2 separate regions of the Mus musculus genome follow, and region 2 is linked to region 1. A link is a contact called in public promoter capture Hi-C data. All regions are on one chromosome and are shown on one strand. The core of a region is the stretch at or near the end of the contact, and the rest is flanking DNA. Distances in the headings are between cores, read along the strand shown.

Region 1 (5,144 bases), core at 1,155-3,654:
ATCAAAAGCGAAGACCCCCCAACTTTGCTCCTTTCTGTTCCCTCCTACTTAATAATCAGATTTCTCTGAATCCAAGACTGACCAATGATGGGGACCGTTCCCTGTACTGAATCAAAAGAACCTGGAGGTCAGGGTATGGGAAACAGGACCATGGAGAGAAAGTGAGTCCCCAGTGAAGCCCTCTGCCTCCCACAGCTCTCCAGACACAAAGCACCCTGACTCTGCTTGCTGTGCTGTGAGCCCTGCTCTCCCAGCCTCCACCTTCCCCAGCTTAAGCCAGAGGGTTGTCTCTTCTTCTTCTGTCCTGATGGGGGCACAAGTATTCCCTGAGTCTTTCAGCATCTGGAGAAGTTTTGAAAACCGGACTAAGTCAGGTTAGAGCGGGCACAACTCCTCAGAGGAGACTGAGACAATAATAGCGCCCTTGTGTGGGTTTTTGTGTTGTTTTGTTGTTGTTGCTTTAAAAGAAAAAAAAAAAAGAAGGAGGTAGGATGAAGTTCACAATGTGGATGGAGAAATCGGAGAAATGCTTCCATGCCCAAGGCAAGAATTGACACCACAGTCATGTCTGCGTAAGCACGAGCCCCGTGCGCATCCACAGAGACCCAGCCACCACTGACACACTCTTCTTCCCTGTCTCACATCACCACCACGCACACACTTCATGGCATGGCTGCCTGCTCAGTCGTTTCCGGTACTTCCCAGGGGGTCAATTTGTATAATTTTTAAAATCCTCCCCAAATCTCAACTTCCTGTGGTTCTGTTTTTATTTCCAGATTTCCTTCCTTCCCGTGGTCTGTTCATTCTCTCTCTCTCTCTCTCTCTCTCTCTCTCTCTCTCTCTCTCTCTCTCTCTCTCTCTCCCCACACCCCCCACCATAGGGTGAGTCCAGGCTTCCTCCCTCCCATCTAAACACTGTTAGTTGGCTCTACTGCAAGATGTAAAACCAGAGACTTCAGAGACAGCATGGCTGCCAATCCAGGCTCTCTCTCCGTCACTTGTTTGTCATCCCTGCTACAGACACATGCACAGGACTGTACACTGTGTATTCTCTGGTTGGTGGACCCCTGTGGCCACCCCCCCAAAACAACCCTGCACAACTTCATTCTCTCCTGAGAAACAGATGCCACACAGAGAAGGACAACACAAAACTGGAAAAGCTCTTGAGAGTCAGAAAAGTGACTTCCGTGCCCCTGGGGACTTCCAGACAACCCCCCTGGGGTGGGGGGAGGACGCTGCCCTCCCCCCATCCCAGGAACTGGCCACACACTCCCCAGGGCTGCAGAGAAGCAGCCAAGGCAGAGAGAGAGAAGGGTTAAACCAAGCCCAGACTCCAGCAATCTGTGTTCAATTTTGATAAAAATCTCTCTTGCTCTCCCCTACCGCCCCCTCCCTCTGCCCACAGCTCAAACAAGTCTCTTTATGTTACCAGTATACATTTTGTTTTGGGTGTTGCAGCCCGTGTCCCTCCCAGAGAACCTGAAGTTAGCCCACTATGGGCACATGGGGCAGAAACATCCAACCCTGCTCCTGACACAGAGCTGGACACAGGACTATAGCAGCCAGCAGCACTATCATCTCCTCCTCCTCTCCTCCCTTCTCCTCCATCATATTCCTCCTGCCCTCCCTTCTCCTCCTCCTCCTTCTCTCCCACCCTGTTACCTGTGGCCACACTAAATCCTTTCTGCGTTGTTAGAATCCCAGTGCATCGAAGGTTAGACCCCAACATAGCAAGAGTTTGGACTGTCCCACAGGTGCCAAGGGCCACAGCCTGGGGATTCTCTCTCCCTGATCTCCCTGATGCTTCTCGGCATGCCCAAGGTCCCGCTATCTGAAGAACAAGAGCCACTCCACTAGGCTGCCCATCCTCCTTGTTAAGGCCCTGCCTACAAGTGGGAGCTGTCGGCTTGGAAAGACTTCAGTCCACCTAACAGAACGCACACACCGAAATGGGCAAAGTAGCCACCGAAGAAGTTGTCAGCATCTGGGAGCGGGGTGCTATCTATGTCGTTTCGCTCAAGCCATCAGGAGTCTAATTGCAAAGCCGCTAAAAAGTTTTCCAAAGTTTTCCGAAGCCGTGTACAGTGAGTGGCCCGATGCACACACTCCTCACTCCACCCCCTCTGCACGCACACACAGCCCACTCCAGGATCGGAGTCTCTGCAAACATTTTCCAGAACAAAACAGGCAGCTGCTGGAGGGGCTGCCTTTCCGACGCCAACGCAACAGGGAAAAGTAAAGCGGCAGAAAAGTGTCCTGATGTCTCCCCGCGCCTAAGTCTCCAGTGCTGCACCTACCCTGAGGCCCGCATGGCACGGTGAGGCTGCTGCTGTCCCGGCTTCCCGCAGGCACCGCGCTCCGCTTGCTCAGCTCAGTCCTTGGCTGCTCAGGACTCCGGAGAAAGCAGGCTGTTCCCTCCCGGCCGGCCTCGCGCCGCCGCCCGCCCCGCTCTGACGTCAGGCGTCTTGGAGCTAGGGATATTTATGGCTAGGAGAGACTCTGGCTTTTTCCCCTAGGTGCTGATCCGATGGCAGCAACTTGGGAGTTGATTTGCAGTTTTCACGCTGGGAACTGACTGGGACAGAGACAGCCACCGGTACACAGCAGGACCAGCAGGACTGGGGCCCGCTCTTTCTCACTTTGGCATCCAGCCCTTCTTGGGGGCTGCCTCTTTTTGGAAGCATATCAGGGTCAAAGAGGCTAAAAGTGGCCATCTAAGCAGAAGCCTCCCCTCCTCTGGCCAACTAGCAGAGGACCATGTGGGGAGCCAACTATCAGGCTGGAAAGCAGGGTGCCTTCGCTGGTCAGTGTATGCCTGGAAGGTGTTGGCAAGAGAGATAAGCCAGCAGCACAGAGCAACCACTAATTAGAAGGCTTGCACCACACCCTAACAACTTTTCCACTTCTTCTTTGGGAATTCATAGGGTTTTTTATAAAATTTATTTTTATTAAATTATGTTCCACACTCCTTGCCTCTTTGTATGCTTTTTCCAACTCAGAGCTGGCCAGTTCATCCGACCCTATTGCTTATACACGTAGTTCACGCCATATACAATAGCTTATTCATCCTCCAAAAGCTTGCATTTAGTGTTTTAAAATGTGGGGTTGTGGGTCTCGTTGGCCAAACCGGAAATGGTGTCAGTTAAGAGCAGCTGTCTCTATAACCCACAGTACCTTGCATGCCTATTTATTGTGTACCCTGCCCACACCCAGATGTCCCCCTTTCCAACTATTTATTGTCAATATTGGCAGCCACGTAGCAAGTCCTACATAAAAGCAATCTATTATTGTTATTATTGTTAAGAGAGGGGGAGTGGAAAATTATTTAGGTGTAGGAGACATATGGTTGACTTATTTACTGACCATCTGCAGTGAACCATCTCCTTTCTGAATTATCCCACAAGCAAACTTTATTGTGCCATCATAAAGAAACATGGGATGGGTTGAGCAAAACAGGAAAGGAAACCGAAGGAAAGGGAATGGTCTCATTAGCACCGGCCCCCTGAAGCAGTTGGGAGTGTGTGTCTGCAAGACACAAACCACTGAGAGACATCTCTCCAGACAAAATGAGGAGCGGGATACATTGAAAGATGGGCAGATCTGAGAGCTGACTGGCAAGGTTCTTCAACTGGTCAAGGTACTGGTGGACAAGCCTGAAGACCTCAGCTGATTCCCAGAGCCTGCCTACATGGTGGAAAGAGAGAGACATAACTGCTGCTCGATGTCTTCTGACCTCCACAGGCATGTGGTGGCACATTCTACAAGTTCATAAACACACACACACACACATACACACACACACAACCAAACAACCAATCTAGCATATAGGAAAAAAAATAAATTTCTCACACACAAAAAATAAACAGACAAAATAAAAAAAAACCCTTAAACTTATTTAAATAAAATTTAAAGACAATTTTTGAAAACTTTTAAAAAAATCAAAAGGGAAAGAAGAGGTGAGGCAGAGCTGGGATGGGAAAAAAAATAAGAAAAGCTCAAATCAGAAGAAATTGGTGCTGAGATTTTTGTTTTTTTTTTTTTTTTTTTTTTTTAGGCCAGTGAGTCCCAAAGGGTTTTGTGAAATGGGATGGCACCCCATACCAATCCTAGCGCACCAAGTCCCAATAGGAGTCCGCCATCTTGAAGAGCTCCCATCTCCTAGGACTGTCTCCTGAGCATCACTGAGTCACTGAGCCTCTAAAGTGCACTCACTGGGAGGCTTTCTCTTCCCAGAGCAGGCAGCTCAGAGCACCACAAACTTCCAAAGAGCGTGGATCAGGGTGGGGAACAGGCTTCTCAAACCCTTCTCCTCACTCCCTCAAGGGGCCGGGCAGACTTCCCAGCAGCACTCGGGAGAAGAACATGTGATATAAGTGTGGAAGACGATGATGGAGAGAACTCAGACTGTGGAGGCCACGCTGGAGGGCCCAGCCCACTTCTCACTGCTTCAGTTAACTGTGGCAAGGGATGATCTCAGGCCATGTTCCTGAAGATCAATGTCACCTGCCAAATAGCCGGACTGCAGCACTCAGCTATCTGCTCAAGTATTATTCTGGATCTTTCCAGGGAAATGGTTTGGGATGAGATTAATATTTAAATGGGTAGATTCTGAGGAATTCGGACGAGACCTCCTCATCTAATTGATGAAGGCTGTGAAGACCCCAAGAAAAAGCTGAGGGAGCTCTCCTCCTTCCACAGCCCTGCAGAGGCTGTGAGAATCCTCCTGCCAGACAGACTTGAACCTTGACTTCCAACCAGTTCAGCGACTTACCACCAGTTCAGCTTGCTAGCTAACCCAGCAGACGGGTTACTCCCCAAATCTCCACACATAGTTGTGTGAATCAATCTCTCCCTGTCCCTACCTCGGTCATGCTCCCTCCCCCTCCTCTCCTCCTTTCTCCACCTCTCTGAGTTTCTTTCCCCCCCCATACCTCTCTCTTCTCCCTGCTCTCCCTACCCTGTCCTCCTATCTCTCTCTCCTGCCCCTCTTTCCTACCTTCCCTTCTCTTTCCCCCCTTGTCTCTCCTCACCCTCTGATCCAGTCTGTTTCAGTGGAAGTAATGCAACTGGTGGTAAGGGGAGCCATGAGAAGAGTGTTCCTCACCCAAGGTAAAGCCCGTTCCTGCGTCCATTTCAAAGCCTTG
Region 2 (5,144 bases), core at 1,555-4,054, 270 kb after region 1:
GCATCCCCTGCAGTGTCATGGTGTGCTCTACCAAAGCCATGGGCTGGGCATGCTGGAGAACAGCTGTACTCTCAGCCCTCGGAGGGCCAAGGCAGGACCATGAATTCAAGGTCTTCCATATATATTGATCACCAGCACAGCATATAGCCCAGGATGGTCTTGAGCTTCTTATATAAGTGAAGATAACCTCGAATTCTTGATCTTCTGACCTCCACCGCCCAGGTATTAGGATTACGGTACGGATGTGGGACACCACACATGGCTTATCCAGGGCTGGGGACCAAGCACGGGGTTTCCCAACCCCTGTGAAGAGTGGAATAATGAACAGACACTGTGTCTACCCTTCCACCCAGGATGCGGTAGACACATGCGGTAGATGTGGAACCTCTCTCTCCCCATACAGATACCTCACCATCCTGAAGGATGCTTTCACCTCCCAACAGTCCACTCTCAGAGCAGTTACCATGTCCTGCTTCTCTCTCAGTAGTACAGCAAGCTGCAGTACAATCATTCGTTCATCTTTCTTTCTCCGTGGCTGGACTCTGAGCACTTGAAACACAGCCATCAAAGCTTCAATCTACCCGTCCAATCTCACATCTATGTTGTGTGCCTAGCCCTGTGCCAACGATAAATAAACACCTCTGGAGGGAGGGAATACATAAATGTCTGTACATGGTGAGCTCTCAAGTGCAGAGGCTGCTCTCCGTGCCCTTTCTTATGTGTACAATGCCTGTTTAAAGGCAAGGGCTGCTCACAGGAGGAAGAGCTCATTTCCTAAACTCAAAGAGAGAGAGCAAAGCAGAAATGAACTGAGTAACGTTGTTCTTTACTTTGAAGGATGACTACAAATTGAGTGTATCTGTATAATCTGAAAAGAGATAGATGTAGTCTGTGCACAAGGGCAGGGGCAGCCAGGAGGAAGGCTTAGATGGAAACGAGGCTCACGGGCATCAGCTGCTCAACAGCATCCACCCCTCAGGCATCTGCATGGGCCTCTGGTTGCACACTCCATGCAGCAGCCTTCCGAAGTCTCTGCAGAATCCAGAGCCTGCTTCCCCTTCAGATAAGCCACTGAGGTCAGCGACCCTGTTCTCTTTACGACTTGGAAAGCTACTTGCCAGGTTTTGACTGTTTGCACCAATGTCCACCTAGCCTTGGTCACCACAGTCAAACCACCCAAATTCCAGAGTGCATTCTCCTCCAGCACATAGTAGGAGCAGCATCACCATCATCCTGGTGGTGAGAACGGGCGTGTTCTTATCTTCTCAATTATCTGGTCTTTGAAAATCAGCGGCTCATAGTCACCATGTTACACTGATGGCTCCAAGTTTCATATCAGAACCTTCTAAATTCTCTAAGGACATGCTCTCCATGTCCTTCCTGTTCCCACAATCTCTCCCATCAACAATGGGAGCCTGTCTAGCTGATTCCAAGTCCTCTCCCAGACTTACTTCCCTAAGAGTGTGCACTGTTCTCATAACAAATAAGGCAGGAGCTGCAGAAGAAGTGGACAGGCCATAGAGTTTCTCCTTCTGTCCCAGTCCTGATAGAATCTGAGGAGTGAAAGCCTCCTCTGAGGGTGGCAGCCTTAAGGTCCCACCGAAAGACCCAGTGTGTTCTCTGTGGAGCTAACTGTACAGCACAAAGCATATTGTGTTACAATTGGGCATAGCCTGGGGACAGAGGAGACCTAGGACATGCCTACCTTGGCTCTCTTTCTTTGGCTTCTCTAGGAAGATGCACACCCTGTGACATGGCCTCAGTGAGCCTCAAGTACATTCAGGAGTGTGGGGGACAGACAGAGGCAGAAATGAGCCCTGACCAAAGAGGGTGGGGTGCCATGTACATCACCTCAGTGCCATTCAGACATTCCTTGTGGTGCTATTTTTACCACAGTAGTCATGAAATTGGTGTCAGATGAGCTGGGCCAGTTCCTCGATCTGAGAATGGGAGATAGCAGGGTTCTTTCCAGGGAAATGAGCTGGGGGTGCATGAAGGCCGTTAAGAACATGTTCCCCAAAGCCTTGGGCTGTGTTCCTCCAACAGTCAGAATGGGCTCATCGCCCGCATGAACTTAAACTAACAGACAAAGGTTGAGTATCTTCTGAATGCAAACCTTGAGCAAAACACTTGCGAGTCCGATAAAATGACAATCTGTGGCCCTGGAGGAATCTGCGTTTCCCTGGAAAGGAGTGTCATGCCCAGAGACAGTGTCTGCTGGACTGACTGTCCCAGACACAAGCCCGGGGAGGGACGATGTGTTCTATGTGGCTAGGACTGACTTTTTCAAAGATCAGCAGAGGTATTGGATAGTAGAAGAGAAGAAGTCTCTGGCAGGATGTGGTAAGGAGGAAAATGGCAGACTTTTTTTTTTTAAACACAGGAGTTCTGGTCTAGCACATACCAAGTCCTGAGTTCCTTTCTCAGCACAGCCTAAAGCAACTGTGGTGGAACACAAAGCCCAGTGCTTGGGAGGATAAAGGCAGGAGGGTCTGGAGTTCATGGTCATCCTAGAAGGATGGAAGTCAGCCTGAGCTACAAGAGATCCTCTCTCAAAAGACAAAAGTCTGTACATTTATCCAAAACTTAGCTGCGACCTAGGTTCTCCAGAGGACCCGCGTACACACCTGAAATGAGCATTCCCTCTGGAGGCTCCTTAGTCGAGAAGCTGGGGCAAGAAGCTACCCTTTTCCTCTAAAGGACCTACTTTCTGAGGCTGGGCTCCAGAATTTGTCCTGAGAGCAGAGCCAAGCCATGAGGGTTGGCCTACAAGTGGCAGTGGCAAATTAGGGTGTGAAAATTGGACATAAACTGGGGACCTCCCACAATGGGCTTTGGAATGGAGTGTATAACTAACTCCTGGTTAAGGACCAAGACCTTCCTCACCGGCCACAGGACGTAAGTCTGAATTACATAAGGTTAAATAGAAGCTAGACGCTAAAGCAGAACTTTGTGGATTCTGTAGCTTCCAATCTGGGTTCTAATTTATGCTACTAAATGTCTGGAAATTCAGAGAGAAGTTTAACAACCTAAAATGGGGCATAAAGGGGGAAACAGGAAGAACTGTGCCACCAGGAAGTAGATTCACAGATGTGCTCAGCATCAGGGGGAGGGGTGGTGCTTGGAGGCCTGTTTCTCATTTCCTCTAACCAGGCATTCCAAGCCCTATCCCTGTCCCCCTGTCCCCGTGGATTCACAGGCACAGCCTCTGGTCAGGCACCACCTGTCTGTCATCACCTCTCTGCTACAGGCTTGAGGGAGCCCCGGAGTCAGCTCTGTGGTCTGAATAAAGTGGCAATAAGCTTAATGGCGTCCCAAAATGATGTGACTGAAGCCATCCCCCCTGTGTCTCTAAATAGGGATGAGAGAGGAGATGTCACTGGGACGCCAGGAGGCTTTTGAGATTTTCAAGAGGGACCACGCTGACAGTGTCACCATCGAGGACAACAAACAGGTTCTGAAGCAGAGGTAAGATGGAGTCAGAGAGTTGCTGGTCCCCTCAGGTCAGGTAAGCCAGTCCAGAGACTCTGACCTTCTGAGTCGTCAGCCTACTGTCTGCAGGAAAGATCTAAAGTCTCCATGGTCTCACATTTCCCTGTGTGCACCCTGAGCTTTCCCATCCCAGTACTACTGTGACCCACTTGTAGATCAGGGGTCTACTACTGACGGCAGTAGCTCTATGGACAGTGCTCCCCTTGTATCTAATTCTCAGCAACCTAGGACTTTTTTTCCCCTCGAAGCAGGGTTTCTCTGTGTAGCCCTGGCTGTCCTGGAACTCACTCGGTAGACCAGGCTGGCCTCGAACTCAGAAATCTGCCTGCCTCTGCCTCCCAAGTGCTGGGATTAAAGTCATGCGCCACCACTGCCCAGCGCAACCTGGGACTCTTACAAGTGCCTTCATAATCTCCAGGGGAAAATAAGTCAAGCTGGGGGGGGGGGTGGCTGGGGGCCTGCGGCTAAGTGGGTCACGTGCTTGCTGTGCATGTGTGAGGACCTGAGTTCTAGTTACCAGCACTATGCCCTATAGTCCCAACAATGGAAAAGGAAGAGAGAGAGAGAGAGAGAGAGAGAGAGAGAGAGAAGAGCAGTTCTCTGGGGCTTGATGTCCAGCCTGAGCTGCAGGTTCAAGCCTCAAAAAAAAAAAAAAAAAAAAAGAAGCAATAGAAGACAATGGAATTGGCCTCTTCTTAGGTCCTCCATACGATTGGTTAAAATGGAGACTGGCATGGATAAAAGACTTGATGAGAGATGAAGGCTTAATACAGCCACTACAAAGGAAGGATGAGAAAGCTGACTGGAAGCTGTTTCCCAGGAACAGGAGCATATCTCAGAGTTCATCAGGAGCCCAGTAACACAACACAAGTCCAGCACTCTGGAGAGTGGACTAGACCCTCTTAATCCCAAGAAGTGTGTGCACCTTGTGACCCTATCAATTGTACCTGGAGGGTAAATATCCCACCTGGGCACCTAGCAGGGCAGATAGGAGAACTTTCATGGCTGCACTGCTTATAGCTGGGGATAGTTAAACGTGCTCTCAGTCCCCATGTTAAGCAGTCGACAGGCAATATAACAGAAAATCCATGGGTTAGGATGTAGTGTTGGTGTGATGGATTAGATGCTTGCACATCAACAAGCATAGATCTTAAAGGCAAAACTAGGAAGGAACACAGGTCCAAAAATTTACAAGTGTATTTACCCCAAACCAGAAACCTCCATACAAAAAGATCCACCAGAGTCTACCCTAGGAATGGGGGTAGACAGATGACTCACAGGTAACAGTGATTCCTACTTAAGCATGAAGGCCTGATTTCATATCCCAGCACCCATGTAAAACTCTGCACTTGACCACTCAAGGGCCTCTGACTTCAGTGCCGTGGGGATGGAGCCAGAGAGACCTTACACACACACACACACACACACACACACACACACACACACACAGTCACCCACCAACTATTAATGTTTTGTGTACCTAAGTCTTAAAACCACCAACATGAGCAGCATACTTCATTTTTGGTTCTCTGAAATCATGATGGTTCCTGGCTGCTTTAGGCTTGTATCTGAGACTGGATCTATGTCTGATGGGGAAGCAGATCATAGCTGTCAGGGTGGCTCTATCAAAGTCTTCTCCATACAAAGCTGCC

The links. Promoter capture Hi-C pulls out the DNA fragments that hold promoters and counts their contacts.
Region 2: a contact with region 1 is called in a promoter capture Hi-C map of cranial neural crest. The contact joins the enhancer-like site here to the promoter of Daam2 in region 1. A contact is called at or near these places in 6 of 39 promoter capture datasets (the HPC-7 cell line, cranial neural crest, frontonasal cranial neural crest and 3 more), 2 of 484 Hi-C or Micro-C datasets (MC3T3-E1-derived osteoblasts and nephron progenitors) and 3 of 115 datasets of contacts at active chromatin or transcription factors (the NIH/3T3 cell line, astrocytes and fibro-adipogenic progenitors).

Annotation. Positions count from the first base shown.
Region 1 is chr17:49,561,906-49,567,049 of GRCm38.p6, forward strand. Daam2 (dishevelled associated activator of morphogenesis 2) reads right to left here and starts at 2,405. Exons shown (of 25, transcript NM_001379372.1): 1 at 2,298-2,405.
Region 2 is chr17:49,828,782-49,833,925 of GRCm38.p6, forward strand. It overlaps Kif6 (kinesin family member 6), which reads left to right. Exons shown (of 23, transcript NM_177052.3): 14 at 3,360-3,468. Among named protein-coding and RNA genes, the nearest start is that of Gm16555, 9.5 kb to the left of the region's middle. Within about 2 kb of position 2,805, at least 13 of the 459 cell types and tissues checked have an H3K27ac peak or open chromatin away from gene starts, as enhancers often do.